Linked DNA regions of Zea mays: regions 1 and 2 are each linked to region 3. A link is a contact called in public Hi-C data. All regions are on one chromosome and are shown on one strand. Each heading gives the region's core, a stretch centred on a gene start, on an enhancer-like site or on the middle of the called end of the contact. The rest is flanking DNA. Distances are from core to core; before and after follow the strand shown.

Region 1 (2,700 bases), core at 130-2,629, 200 kb after region 3:
AAAGATCAACACATATTTTGGTGCATGTTCAGGCCACAAATTACAGACAAGGCCAACTAATCAAATCAAAGCAAAACTAGGAGGGATGTTCTAAGTGACAATAGCATTTGGTCATCCTTTCCCCAAACCCTAAAAAATGGAACTCAGCAAAAGGAGAAGCCGAATGCTCTCATCCTTGGGGCTGTGCTATAGTTGCCCCCTTAAGAATTAGAATTCTTCTCTACCACTTCAGTGTTTTTGTGAATCTTTGTGGTTCGTCGACCTTGCTTGGTTCAGTTACACATTGATCAAGCACGTCCTTGAGCAAAATCATTTCCAACAGGTGCCTATCTAGAGAGTCATCAGTTCATCAGGCTATACGGCTCAAGTTATCGCCACAATACTATGGCAAGAAGATCAGGAAAAGAATCACACCAGTTTTCCCTTTGTGACCACAAGAGGCAGGTAAAGCAGAGCAAATCGTTAATATTACAGCGAATTGGCATCAAGGTTACTCACTGATGTGATTGCTTCTTTCTCCTTCTGCTTCTCCTTCTCTTTGTCTCTCTGAAGCTTAGAGACAAGGCCAGCCCTCCTCTTGCCCTTGGCAATGGCATCCTCCAGTTCAGACACCGCGGAAGGCTTCTTGTTACGAACCTTCCAGACGTCTCCCCGGCGGATGAGCACCTTGGCGGCCTTCCAGCCATCGATGCTGGTGTCTATGACGGTGACATCGGTCCGGCTACACCTCTCACCGTCGGCATCCGCGGCGCGCTCCGCCCGGCGGCGCTTCTTGGCCTTGGCGATCTTGTCCTTTTTGTCCTTGTGGGGACGCTGTGCAGGAAGGGCAGAGATCGGCTGGTCCTCGTCAGTTCTCGGGCGGGGCCGGGACTGCTTGCGGAAGGCTTTGGGGGCCGGGGGGCCCGGCGGGGCGGAGGACGGGACCGCGAAGACATCGGAGATCACGGCAACGAGCTGAAGCTGTGGTTGCGGCGGCGGCTGCGAGGAATTGCTAGAGCTAGGGTTTGGTCGCGAAGGGTTGCGGGGCGGACGCTGAGCCGCCGGCGGCGGCTTGGGCTTAGCGGCGGCCTTTGTAGGCGACTCCCTGACAACAACGACGAGGTCGTTGTGATCATTGGAAGAAGAAGGTGGCAGGGGCGAGGGAGGGGGAGGGGGAGTTTGGGCCTGTCGGCCCCCGTAGAGGAGGTCGTCAATGTTGAGGTGGGAGGGGAAGGATAGACCCCCTTTGGCGTGCAGCCGATGGAGCCATGACGGCGTTCTGCTGGCGGCGGCGGCCGCCGCGGCACTGAGCACAGTCTGGCAGCACGGCATTGCCTTCCGTCCTCTCCCCTCCGGCTGCGACGGTGGTGGACTGAGACTGGGGGACGACTGGAGAAGAGGACGAAAAGGAAGGAAGGGAAATGGGGTCCATCTCCTGGAAATTTGTATCTGTCCTTCCTAAATTCTATGGTTTTTTTCCGACATATGTATCTTTACTTTCTTCATTAAAAATATAACTTATTTTAATTTTGTAGATACTTAACTTTTTGCTATATAGACATATTATGTCTATATTATGTCTAGACTAGTCGGTTACCCGTGTACAGAAAATGCGACGGCTCACAATAGTATCCACGTAAATTATCCACCAAAAAGATCTTAAGATTTTTTATTGATTGTCGACAGTCTTCACATAATATTTTTTATAAACACACGGGTACCATAGGCAGCAAATCAGAGACCTTCATCCCTCGCCTCCTCCACTTCCAAGGTTATAAAAGATTATAAACACTTGAGCATGATGTTTTACTTGTTAGACAACTTCCATAAGAATGTTCTTCCATCAGAATGTTCTTAAAAAATTGCAAGAATTGCTTTATAATAAGCACTCTTATCAATATCAAAAATTAGTTTAACATGTATCTGTTTTAATTCCAAAAACTCTACTTTTCTTTCCAAAATGAGGGATATTTTCTTGCTAGGATTCTAGACATGCAGATAATATAGAATCCAAAAAATGCATTGATCATTACATGGAATTCTATTAAGATATTATATGAAAGTCGAATTTCTTCCATTCTTATTTGAGAATGCGAATACAAGGAGGTATTTTGTGTTTGGGGAAAGTCCGAAGAAAAAAGGATTTGGAATCTACCTTTTCTTTTGCACTGCTTTTAAATATTTTACGTTGAGCTTTAAGTATTTTTTGTAAGAAATGTAGGGACTTTTTTGTAAAAAGATGAAGCAGGACGACCGTTGAAACTAATGCTTTAAGTATAGTATAGATAGAGGAAAATTTATCACTAGAAATGATCTTCCTTTTCTGTTGGACATTAAAATAGTAAAAACTATTGGAGAATACTTTTTTGTTAACTTCAGTGATTGACATCACACCCAATAAAATATTTATTCTTTGCTTTAGAGGAGAAAGAAGAGCCCTCGAATATTGATTTTGCTCCGGTAGAAAGAAGAGCCCTCGAATATCGATTTTGCTCCGGTCTTTTCCTTCTTTCCCTTATTATGTACCCATGGTCGTGGAGGTTGTGCCGATGGCACGACATTGCACGACCGTGGGTGCGAGACCGCACAAGCATGACATGGCACGAGTATGGGGCATGGGAGACCCACAGCCTACATGGTTCCACACCTTGCGAAGGAGCGAGCACGATGGATCGGCGGGGCACTAGGCACCAGACCAGGAAGGGACAACAGGGCACTAGG
Region 2 (2,700 bases), core at 197-2,696, 250 kb after region 3:
GGGTAAGGTAATCCTCCACTAGCTTTCCTAGTTAGTCAGCAAAGGGCGTCCCATTCCACCCTTGTGGTAGCACTGTTTTTCTCGGGTGGTTCTTCATGTTCCAATTAACATAATGATCTTAACATTAACAACAAATAACAACTGATAATAAAGGTATAATCATGAATAATGTATCTTCATACCCAAAATCACATAAAGCAATAGCAAGTACTACCCAAAAAGTTTAGTGGTAATCAAGGTATAAAGATAGTCAAACTAGGGTAACCTATTGGGTCCCATCAAAATCAACCTATGCAGATCATTATGATTAATCAGAACATGACTGGGTAAAAAGAAGTGATCAAGGGCACAACTTGCCTGGGACTCGAGATTCTAGGTACCAGGATGATCTTCAGATGACTCGTGACCTCACTGCTAGTTGTAGCAATACAAACAAACATGTATAGGCAGAATTAACATCACACCAAACATAAGAACAAACTGAATAATAATAATCTACGCATTGCTACAAATCGTGGGATCGAGAACCACTAAAATCAGAGTTACGGTTAAGGAGTTATGATTTATGGAAGATAAATGTGATTTAAACATTAAACTATATTATAAATTGGTTAATATACATTGTATGAGAAAATATACTCGAAACAATTAAGTAAACTTTAATCCAGATTATAACTTGTTTAGAAATCATATTATAGTCAAATCACTATCATGTTCTAGTTTAACTTTGGTTATAAGGTATAATCTACTGAACATAGGCTAAACAAATATCTAATTATAAAAATATATTCTATGGTACAATTAATGTTGCCACCGTGTAGACAATAATTTTATGAAGCTAACGCAATTTGAATGGATCAAATCGGAGTCACGGTTCTCGAGTTACGATTTTCCGAAGTCAGTAAATACTTAGTATAGAATAAATCAAGTGGATAATTTTTATCTTGGTTTCATGACAAAACATGGTTACTAGATGATAAACAATATTAATATAAAAGTTTTGCCGCTATAATAGATTAAAAAGGAGCTATGATGAATTTTCTATGAATTATATAAGTTCTGGGATTATTTTTATACTCAAAATCGATTTCTAAATCTCCTTTCCTATTTTCTTTAATTCCTGGACTGCGACCACTAATATCACAGAGTTCAGGGGCTGTTTTATGAATTTTCAGGGCACGAATGTAAATAATTTACACAGGGCACGAACGACGAGTTGATTCTGTGAAAGCCGAGGGGCTCTTTTGTAAATCGGTGCGACAGAAGGGGTACCAACACACCGTGGTCGCCCGATCACCTATATGCGGCCACGATTGCACTTCGGGCGCAATGAAGAATCCCGCACACTACCCGGACGTCCGATGAAGAATCAAGAGTCCAGATTAGACCGCGAACCGATATGATGACGGGACCGAGGGATCAAGACTTATGGTTGTGGCACAAGGTAAGCGTGTCGCAGCTGTATCCGTCCAAATCAGGATCGAGGGCCACCATTCATCTTCCAGCTCCCGTCGCCCAGCCTCGCTGGCGCATGGTAGTTCTGCAGGGATGAAGAGGCCCCAACGACGAATTCCAATCCCCCTGGTGCTCCCAATCGCCTACAAACGATGCGCCCATACCACATGAAGTCCGATAATCTCCCACGATGCCCCTCCCCAGAGCCCAGCGATGGCGGCACCTCCTTCTCTCTCCCCTCTCTATTTTCTTGGCTCGGCACCGCGCTCCCTGCCAGACGCCAGATGGTTTGGTTGACGACGAGAAGGTGCGGGCGGGGCATTTATGATCCTAGGAGCAGGGGTAGTCCGAACGGATCCAAGTTATTTACCCAGCTTTCTAGGGAATCCCATTGAGACCGGAGCGCCCGAATCTGGCTGCGCGCGGCAGTGAACGCGGTGGAGCTGTTACGGTGAAGGGGGCAGACCCGATAGGAGGGCCCCACCAGGCCGCGGTGTGAAGTACAGACGAGTAGCGCGAGCATGATGGGGATGCGTTTGTTACCAACGCCAACGCGGATTCCTGGGAAGCAGAGAACGCATGACGAAGAACACGTGGTTCAGTTCAGGGAGAGGGATGGATCTGACCGGGCAGGGCCCACATGGCGGCGAGAAGGCAAGCAACGCGCGGTAGATTGGGAGCTAGGCAAAGGGGTAAGGCTGGCACATGGGGCCGGCCTGCCAGAAGGTGCGTTCGGCTTAGTTGATTCGACTGAGATAATGGGTCGCGCGGGGTTGCTGGGCCCAGAACGAGGGGGAGAAGAGTGGGCCGAGGGAAGGGTAATCAGCCCAACCAGGTAGGTTTTCCTTTTGTTTTTTTATTCTTTTATATTTCTAGTTTATGTTTTCTAACTTTTTTATTTCTATTTTCAATTTCAAATAAATTTGAATCTGAGTTAGCATTTTAAATATAAACAAAACAAGAGACCCAACATGATGCATGCATAGACATATATATATATATATATTATTTTACTTGTCTAAGCAAATGCTTCAAAACATGTAGACTTAATTAAGAATAAATCACACATTTAAATCATTAAGGACCCCTTTTCATATTTTTTTATCAAATAAAATAAGTGAGAACTTTATTCAAAGTTAAAAGTTTATTGTCTATTTATTTAAGAAAATGTCTTCAATATGCAACACACGCCTTGCTTCGTATGTAGTCAAGCTAAAAGTTTATAAAAATAGTGTTTATCCTTTA
Region 3 (2,700 bases), core at 114-2,613:
TGCTTGCTCCTTTCGGGTAAGGCTCTCACATACCATATTTCCTAATTAATTGGCCAAGGACGTCCCATACCACTCTTGTGGTAGCACTGTTATCTCAGGTTAAGCTCCATGTTCCAGTTAACAAAATGATCTAATCATGTATCATAAATAACTCATAAACAGGTAACAATAGTAATAAGCATGATCATGATTCACATATAGTATGGCACCCAAAACAAGATAGAGCAATAGCAGAACTACCCAAAAATTCATTTGTATGCAAAGTGTAGGGTGAACAAAACTAGGTAACCTATTAGATCCCATCAGATTTAGCCTAACAGTGCCATAGTGATTATCGGAATCATGAACATTATTAGGTCAAAGAATGTGATCAAGGACATAACTTGCCATTACTTGCAATTACAGGTACTCCTCAAAGTTGGTCTTCAAATTCCCGTCACCTCACTTTTATTTGTAGCAATACATACAAATAAGCAAATAATGGATACAAATAACATTACACCAAACATGCAAACAAACAACATAATAATATTTTACGGGTCGAGACGTAATCGTAGGTTCGAGAACCACTAAAATCGGAGTTAAAACGATCAAGATTTACAAGTTTTTGGACTTTTTTAATATCAAAAATGGATTTTCAGATTTTAATTTGACAAAAATCAAGCGTTGGTGGAGGGCTGGTATAAAAATTGAGGAACTTAGGGTGCTCGGTGTAAATTCGAGTACCTACTTTGATTGATTCTTAGGGCCTGTTTGTTTACCCCAATGGATTATATAATCTGGATTATTTTTGGAGGATTATATAATCTGGATTATATAATTTGGATTATATAATCTGAGTAGTCCTGTTTGTTTACCCAGATTATTTGGCGTGTTTCTGTTGGGCGGCGGGCTTCTCCGATCCGATAGGCGCAAAAACGATTCGGTAGATTATAATGGCAATGGTGGGTAATTTCTAGGAAACTTGAAAGGGTAGTGGGGAAGTGGGAAAAAATAATCTGAAATAAGCACCTCCTCACTTGCTTATGGATTATCATAATCCAAGGGGTTAGATTATATAATCTGGGCAAATAAGCTAGACTGTTTGTTTGCCTCTTAGGATTATTTAATCCAGATTATATAATCTGGGGGGTAAACAAACATGCCCTTAAACTGTCTAGATGGCGGGTAATTCTCATTTTCCCCAAGGGCTCTTTATGAAAAGCGCCATGGTAGCTATTTATGGGTACGCCTGAACCGATCGACGACCTAAATTAGACGCTCGATACCATGAACCGACACGCCATCACGATCCTTGGATCAATGACCTACGACCGAGATTTAAAATGTCGCGATCTGCTCTACACCGTTCATCGCTCGATCGACGGCTCAGATCGGGTCTAACCAATCGATGTCTAGGGATCTTGAGGTTGGCCGGAGTTTGGCCAAACCAACATACTGGTGACCCAAATCTAACCCCGACATGCACTACAAGACGAAGAAGGCAAATAAGATAAATGTGTTCTTACCGGCGACGGTGGAGACATGCTTCAGTCCATGTGACATGGTGGCTTCATGGCGCCCCTGGTTCGCCGACGAGCAATCACGGTGGATTTAGATCGAGTTGGGTTGCACGAGTTGGTTGTGATTACAGCTGGATGAAGGTGTTGGCAGGGCTGTCCCATTTGCTAGTGACCTCATGCATGGCTGAGGTGCGGGACCACGCGCCAGCGTCAAAAAGGAGAGATGCGGGCCGTGGTGTAGTGAAATGTTGGTTTGGGCCACGCGTGATGGCTAATGATCTGGTCGGCTATGCAGCGAGGTCGCTTGGGCTGGGAAAGGGATCCAGCCCAAGAATAGTTCGTATTTTACTTTTTTCTATTTTGTTTTCTGATTTCTTTCTTTTCAAGGTTTTCCAAATTTAGTTTTGGATTCAAATATAATTCAACTTCAAATCTAATTTTAGATGCAACAACTAAAAACTCAGCATGGATGCAAATCATATTTTTTATACTAATTAGTTATTAGATAAACACTTCTAAATATAAATAATTCATGAAAGGAGTAATCACCACAAACAATTTATAGTTTAAAAAACCTTTCTTATTGATTTAACTTTGAGTACCTTTGACAAAGGTCCTCAAGTGACCTTTGTTTCGAAGTGAACAATTAAATTCCAGGTATACAGCTAATATCAGACAAAGCTAAGCCTTGTCTGAAGAGCTATCGACAATAGACGAAGCAGTGTAAGAGAAAAGCTTTGCTCAACATACACGGTTAGAAAGGACAAAACTCGAAGCTATAAGCCTCGGCACAAAGATGCTTCCACACGACGAAGGTCAAGACTTGCGCAACAAAGAAAGGAGAAAATACAATATTACCCTGATGTCATTTGTAAATAATGTGTGTAAACCTTGAGGGACATGATTGTAATTTTGTACGAAGGCGGTTCGTCTTCCCTTTAAATAGATGAACAATGCCATGTATAAGGTACCTTTTTTGAGGGCTATAGCTTCGTGTTGCTTAGCCTTCAACGAACCTTTGTGCCATCTTGTGTTAAGAAGCCGATGGTATACTTGTAAACTCATTAGATATAAAGGATGATGGAATAAAAATGCTATGAGTTCCATACAACACTTTACATTGTGTTTCCATATCATTTCATTCACACTTCCTTTTGAAAACCTTCGTTCTACACGCTAATGCTTTGTAGAAGTGTTA

Evidence for each region. A called contact is a pair of places that touch in the nucleus more often than the background predicts.
Region 1: a contact with region 3 is called in a Hi-C map of leaf, with 5 times the contacts expected there. The contact joins the promoter of LOC100284830 here to the enhancer-like site in region 3. A contact is called at or near these places in 5 of 25 Hi-C or Micro-C datasets (ear, leaf and tassel).
Region 2: a Hi-C map of endosperm shows a contact between it and region 3, with 6 times the contacts expected there. The contact joins two enhancer-like sites. A contact is called at or near these places in 2 of 25 Hi-C or Micro-C datasets (ear and endosperm).

What each region holds. Positions count from the first base shown.
Region 1 is chr4:226,476,382-226,479,081 of Zm-B73-REFERENCE-NAM-5.0, reverse strand. It overlaps LOC100284830 (adhesin FhaB), which reads right to left and starts at 1,379. Exons shown (of 3, transcript NM_001157725.2): 1 at 499-1,379. The coding sequence starts at 1,311.
Region 2 is chr4:226,426,672-226,429,371 of Zm-B73-REFERENCE-NAM-5.0, reverse strand. No RefSeq gene overlaps it. Among protein-coding and RNA genes, the nearest start is that of LOC100284830, 50 kb to the left of the region's middle. Within about 2 kb of position 1,446, at least 19 of the 20 cell types and tissues checked have an H3K27ac peak or open chromatin away from gene starts, as enhancers often do. A contact at or near this core is called in ear and endosperm, where this site is marked.
Region 3 is chr4:226,673,189-226,675,888 of Zm-B73-REFERENCE-NAM-5.0, reverse strand. No RefSeq gene overlaps it. Among protein-coding and RNA genes, the nearest start is that of LOC100383218, 29 kb to the left of the region's middle. Within about 2 kb of position 1,363, at least 18 of the 20 cell types and tissues checked have an H3K27ac peak or open chromatin away from gene starts, as enhancers often do. A contact at or near this core is called in ear, endosperm, leaf and 1 more, where this site is marked.